Regions from separate parts of the Nothobranchius furzeri genome. Here region 1 is linked to region 2. A link is a contact called in public Hi-C data. All regions are on one chromosome and are shown on one strand. Each heading gives the region's core, a stretch centred on a gene start, on an enhancer-like site or on the middle of the called end of the contact. The rest is flanking DNA. Distances are from core to core; before and after follow the strand shown.

What was found. Hi-C and Micro-C count contacts between places; a contact is called where the count stands out from the background.
Region 1: a Hi-C map of skeletal muscle shows a contact between it and region 2, with 5 times the contacts expected there. The contact joins the promoter of gp1bb here to the enhancer-like site in region 2. A contact is called at or near these places in 2 of 2 Hi-C or Micro-C datasets (skeletal muscle and tail fin).

Annotation. Positions count from the first base shown.
Region 1 is chr17:55,548,030-55,551,337 of NfurGRZ-RIMD1, forward strand. It overlaps gp1bb (glycoprotein Ib platelet subunit beta), which reads left to right and starts at 1,472. Exons shown (of 2, transcript XM_015973112.3): 1 at 1,472-1,580; 2 at 2,894-3,308. The coding sequence starts at 2,899.
Region 2 is chr17:55,500,829-55,504,199 of NfurGRZ-RIMD1, forward strand. All of the region lies in intron 7 of zgc:63587 (septin-2A), which reads left to right. Among protein-coding and RNA genes, the nearest start is that of zgc:63587, 32 kb to the left of the region's middle. Within about 2 kb of position 1,908, at least 1 of the 3 cell types and tissues checked has an H3K27ac peak or open chromatin away from gene starts, as enhancers often do. A contact at or near this core is called in tail fin, where this site is marked.

The DNA.
Region 1 (3,308 bases), core at 222-2,721, 47 kb after region 2:
TAAAAACCCAACTTCTGGCTTTTTATGCGTTTGCAAACATTTACATTCTCACATATCGCCGGTTAAAGCGGCCTCTAACTGGAGTCGGATTGGTGGCTCAGAGTGCGAAACCCTCTAACGTGGAGAGGGCTTGTGCAGTAAAAAGCTGCTTGTGGGTTTATTATGTTTGTTTTATTTTTTACTGTTTTAAAGCTGAATCCTCGTGCTCGTGTTAAATGCATCCTGACGTGCAGTTTGCTTCGTCGCCGCTACAGGACGGGAAAATAAGGAGCAAATACTGTGTCAGTGCTTCTCTTTTGGCTTTATCTCCTTGAAGTGAGTCATGCCATCGAAGCTGCCTACATGTGGGTGTGTGTGCGCGCGTGTGTGTGAGTGTGACGATGACCTGTACATATTTTTGCCTGAAGGCTGTGAGCTCAGTCTGTGTCCCGTTTGCAAAATGTGACAAATAAACTCCTCTTCTTGTCCGTCCGGCTTCTCTGCCTCAGTCCTTTTGTTGCAAACGAGAGAAGTGACCTCAACATCGTCCACCCAGCAGATCGCAAAGCTGCAGCTTCTGCAGGAACTCGATGTGCTGAGTCATATTTATCTCCTGCAGCCAGTCTTCTCTTTCCTGACAGTCAGAAGAGGAATACAAAGCCACTTCAGTTTAAATACATTTAATAAGTACGAATTACTCAGATATTTTATTTAAAATGTCAGCGTGGACAAAATACTGTGATGTACACATTATATCACTGGTTTTACCTTCTAAATCTATTCAAAATGTCATTTTAAACGTTTATATTGAGCTGAATTTCCTATTTCGCAGCAAATGCTTTGCATTATATAACAAAAACTTCTAAATAATTAGATTTTACTAAGCAATTTTAATTAGTTACACTTAAATAATATGTATTTAGATTTTTCACTGTTTTGATTTTGCAAACTTAAAGTTTTGGATTTGGTTGCATAAAAAGTAAACTAGATTTCTTTAAAAGCAGCAATAATGAATATAATAATGAAAATAAAGTTTGTTTTTGATAGAGCAGCTAAAATAATGCAGGATAAGAGAGTTTATTAATGTTTGCTTAATTTTTGAGCAAAAAAAAGTCACGTGTTGGTATATTACTAAAAACTTTAAAAAAAGTGAGACTCAAACAATAAAAAACTCTTTACCTTAAATTAAAATTGGTTTAATGTTAGTGTTATAACTCTTAATGCCCTAAAGAGTTTATTTGTGCAAAAAACAAAATAAAAACAAATCATTTCTGTTATTTTATTTTAGAAATTAAAGAGCCCTAAAATTAGACACTTCACAAGCTGCTGTGAATGTTTTGTGCACACAGTGAGCACAAGTGTGTGTGTGTGTGTGTGTGTGTGTGTGTGTGTGTGTGTGTGTGTGTGTGTGTGTGTGTGTGTGTGTGTGTGTGTGTGTGTGTGTGTGTGTGTGTGTGTGTGTGTGTGTGTGTGTGTGTGTGTGTACACTTATACTTTGACAGCAGGCTTTATCAGTGAGGAACAGCTTGCAGGAACACGCTCTTCCTCTGAATCCAACCGTAAGAGTCTCAGTCGTCTCCACCGGACCTGCAGGGCTGAAGGTAAAATTCTTCCCTTAAACATTCAGACTTTTAACTTTATTGAGCTCAAGAAACAACTTTAAAGCGTTTCCTGTGGTCGTGGCTGTTCGGTTGAGTTTTTGCATTAAAGTTGTTTAGACCCTGCAGCCATAATCAACCAGAACGAATCAGTTTTTTAAATTATATTTTCCTCCCAAATAAGTAAAGTTTTAATGAATCTTCAAAAGAGTTCTTGTATAAGTGAAGCTATGTATTATGTAGTGAAAACCTATGGACTGAGTGACTTTTTTGGAAATAAAACCTCACATTTATCAAATCAAAGATATTTATTAATCCCAGAGGGAAATTAGAGTTTCAGTACACACAGTTCAGAGATCAGACATACATGGGCAAGACACATGACAAGAATTGGTGACTGTGGTCATTCGCATCCCTGAGTCACGCTACCTTAATAGAGATCAGAGGGTTACATGAGGATTGGTTCAGGTGGAGGGAAAAAAAGGCACTTCAGAGTTACCCTCCACCAGGAGGGCAGCTTTGCTCTGCAAAAAAACACCTCAGACAGAAATGCAACAGACTTCAGACAACACAACATGTGTCCACTAGGTGGGGTGGTGGGTTGGGACTATCCCCACTTCAGTTCCTGCAGCCACGATAAGCAGCGCATGTCACCTCAGTGTGGATAGGGGGAGGAGCATTGAGGGTTGGAGGGTTGCAGTGACCCTGGAACGTTTCAGCGGCCTTCCCGCAGTCCCGCCCAGGCTGGGAAAGGAGACAGAGTTGAGTTGCCATAGCGACGGCACATTCCACATATCTTCTGAGGGGGGAGTTTTCGTTGGAGCCTTGCTGGCTCAAGGGCACCAGATTCCGATTAGAAATTGTTTTGGGGCCAGACAGAGATAGTTTCCTCTCTGTCTTAATTGGTACAATTGTTTGTCCAAAAATATATTTTGCACAAGAAGAGTGTACAATAAAAACAATTTGTGATTTAAAGATAAAATCTCAATTAGAAATGTAAACTCTGCAGGTATTTCAGTTGGTTTAAACAAATAAAATGAGGGAAACGATCCGTTCAACATGAAACCTATTAGCCTCCTGCAGAAAGACTCCTGAAGCTAATCAGATAAATCTGGTATTTTATTCTAACGATCTAACGGAGGTTTTCATGTTCACTCAGCTGGTTGATCTTAAATCAAAGAGACAAATGATGAATCTTTAACATTTTGAAAATGTCACTTGTAAACTCAGCTGGGCTTGAAAGAGCTTCGCGGAGCAAAGAGAAAAGTAAGAATTTAAACATGACACCATAAAGGTGGGTCTTTTCTTTCCTGCAGCTGGCATGACCATGACGTGGCTTCTGCTCTTGTGTCTCATCCTTCTGTTTGGAGGTCAGAGGTCATCGGCGTGCCCCGACCTCTGCTCCTGTAAAGACGGTCAGGTGGACTGTAGCGGCCGGTCCCTCACCTCCACCTCCATACCCACTAGTTTCCCTTCAGGAACCATCAGTCTCCTTCTCCATGACAACCTGCTGACCACCATCCCTAACCAGCTCCTGGATGACCTGACCTCCCTTCGCTCCATCTCTCTCCACGGTAACCCCTGGGTGTGTGACTGTGGCATCCTCTACCTGCGATCCTGGATCAGTCGCCGGCCGTCCAGCCTCGTGTCTCACCCGAGGGTGAGCTGCAGCTCTCCCCCCAGTCTGAGAGGCCGAATGGTGGAGCATCTAACCGAGGGTGAGGTGCTTGA
Region 2 (3,371 bases), core at 658-3,157:
TTGTTGTAGTTTGACTTTATTGGACACAAACGCCATGCCAGCCCAGAGGAGACGCAGTTCTGTCCTCAGCAGCCGCATGAAACAAACGTCTAACTGAATGTTTTGTGTCTTTGGCAGCTATTTGCTTCCCTCCCTTAATGCTGGTCATCAAACAATGACAAACTGTTTAGCAGGTGTTCCAGTCATTCTTATTTTTGTGGCTTTGCTTGTGAAAATAATTCAATCATGAAAACATGGTTCCCACGGCGGGTTGATGTGGTAAAGATCCTGATCCCTGTGATGATGGGTTTGCTCCTCGTTTCATCACAATGGCGGTTTTCGGGTCGACCTTCTGTGCGGTGGCAGAAAACTGCTTAGCCACGTCTCCCACCTCATCCCTGTGTGTAAACACGCCAATGTTGAGACCTGCGCCTTTGCTAAATTTGGGCCGCACATCACCACCAGGTGTTTCAAACACGGCTATTCCTAGACCTGACTGACTTTGCCTCACATGGAGGATGTGATTCATCCATCATTTATCCAATTCCTGATTCATTTTTTAACTGGTAGGCATTAGCCCAGACCCGAGAACTTCAACACATCTGCTCGCCATGAAACAAAACAGCCAACAAAGCTTCCAAATCTGTGATGTGAGCCTGAAGCAACAAGTTTTTGGTTTCTACTAATTATCGTGTGTGGAAAATTTGATCAGATCTGCTCTGCCAACCATAACAGCACAGATAGGGGTGTGTGAGCGAAGTGTTGTGGTCATAAAATCACAATGGCTGCCACCGCCAGCGTACTTGTGCCAAATAAAATATACAGCTGGTTTGTGGAGAGTCTGGTGTAACATTAGGAATTAAGGTCTACGTTGTGTACAGTAAATCAGCAGGAGACAGCAGGGATTAGGAGCAGCCGGTGATTTGGGAATCTCATGATCCATCAGAGGACTTGATTGCAGGTGTCAGACGGCGCTAAGAACACGTTACGGAACAGAATCCAACAGGTAAACAGCCATTTTGGGTTAGAAGGGTCTGCAAACAGATGATGACAGACAACAGGCTTGTTTGTGTAATCACCCGATGAAGATTCAAGATGTTTAGGTTTAGTTTGTTTTTCATCAAATGTCACTTTTTAGGTTTCTTGATGGCTTCCAGTTAGTTTTCCCATCTTTATCTGAATTTGACGTGCTTCCTTCTCTGTGACTGGATTTGTTCTTTGCCTCGTTTGTTCCTGTCATTGTGCTACGTGTGTTTATTTTCCCTCCAAGTGTACAGTTTCCCAAACTTCATGCTCTGCCCCACCAGAGTTCTGTTTATCTCCGCCTCGTCGGAGGCTTCTGTACATCGTTTGTGTTTGAGTGCTTCGGGGGGGAAAGCGAGGCTCTGCTCCGGTGTCACGCTCTCCTCTGAGTTCTGTTTGTTTTTAGATCCGCCCCACAACAATACCCAACCCACCCCGTACACACACAGACACACACACACACACACACACACACACACACACACACTGGGAAAACGACTCACTCCTATAACAAACGGGAGCTGCTCCTTGCTGCTCACTTCCCAGACTCCTGGCTGACTCACTGCTGTCCTTTTCTTTAACAGAACATGAAAGATGCTTAGAACAACACTTGGCGTTTTTTGGCTCCGTTATAAAAAAAAATCATTGTGAATATAAAAATCTGCTCTTTGAAAAACAAAAGAAAAATGCAGCTTTGATGTTTAGAATAATAAATACTGACGTCTGTCGCTGAGCTCGTGGGGAAGAAAGCTCCTTTGTTTTAATTTGTTTCTTCACCGGTCGGAGAAAAAAAAAACAGAGGAAGAACTTTTGTTTCCGACTCTTTCAGGCCTTTAATGTTCATGGAGGCTTTATTTTTTCACCTGTCTACTCTTCTACTTTCCCCCCCTTTTCCTCTACTGGAGGACTTTAATTAAACGTGTTTGTGCAACAGCAGTACTTACTGAAACCTCGGTGTTACAACATTCCCGTGTTTTATGATTGTGGGTGGAAGGAGCGCCATTTTTAAATCCAAAATATATAAACACAGATTACAGTCAAAGTACTGCTTAGGAGGAAGATTTGTTCTGAATCACAAAAGAGCATAAATAAAAGTAAAAAGTGAAAACGCAGTTTGTTGTTTTTCCTTCTCGTATAATCGGTTTTTGATTGAATACGGAGGAGGAGCTGTTTTTCTTACTGTTGCAGCTGCTTTTTGAATATACTCGATTCAAAGGTCTAACCCCGTTTCTCCAGCGTTCCCTCCTAAGCCGATCCTCTAGAATACTAGAACATGCAATGTTTGTTCCTGAGGGTTCAGTTTTATGTACTCAACTTGTTGTTGGCACCTTTTCTGCCATAATTCTTAATGCAACATATCTAGATAACTGTATAAGTGGACTCAGTGGTCTCCTTTAAAAAGCAGCTGCAGACTCACCTGTTCATGCTTTTGTATGACCTTCTTCACCTCTCTCTCTTTATTCTGCTCTCCCCACCTATTCCTCCTTCCTCAGGATCCACTGATTTCCCTCTTTCCTGTTCACTCTCTCTCTTTCTTAACATTTTTTTTATCACAATTGTCTCTTTTTGCTCATTTTAAATATATTTTTAAACATTTTCTAAATGCTTTTTTATATTTTTACATTTTGTTTTTGTGAAGCGCCTCGTGATTTTTATCTTGAGAGGCGCTATAGAAATTATATTTTCTTCTTCTTCTTCTTTAAATTTTTAATGCTAGCTAAGATAATGTAGATTTTTTTATTGTAAAAAAATTTTGTCAGTTTTTAGCAGCTCAGTGCCGTCAGCCGTCTGGGAAAACCCAATTAACAAAAGGTCTAATTCCAGAATCCGCCCTGAACCTCCTCACTCGATGTATACTCGGACAGCTCCACCCACCCACACACACACACACACTCGTTGCCAAGGCAACAACCCGTCAGGTGGCTCTGCCAGCTGATAGGACAGGCTGCGTTCACAGATGACATGTTCATCACCTTAAAGTTTCCCAGCAAGAACAGAACCAGTGTTGGGTTCGATTGGCTGAGCTGAAGTGTAGCGGAGGTTGCTTGTAGCGGAACAGCGTGACCCAGACGTGGAGTGGCTAGCGTTGGGTTGAACAGAGCATGCGGCTTTGATCTGGGATCGGCGGCGCAGCGCTCGGAAAGAGCCGAGACTGAGCAGCAGTTCCGAATAAATAAGGAAGCAGACTTACTGGTGGTAGACGGCGTGGAAAGATCCCTATCCTGGTTTGAGGGCTGGTAAGCCTGAGAACTCGGGTCGATGCCTGGTATGAACGATGACCGAGTGATGAATGAGCGGCGGCACTTCCGTAAATAGAGTCGGCGTGATGACGTCGACGAGCCACGCTGGTGATGGGAATGCTGGGAAGT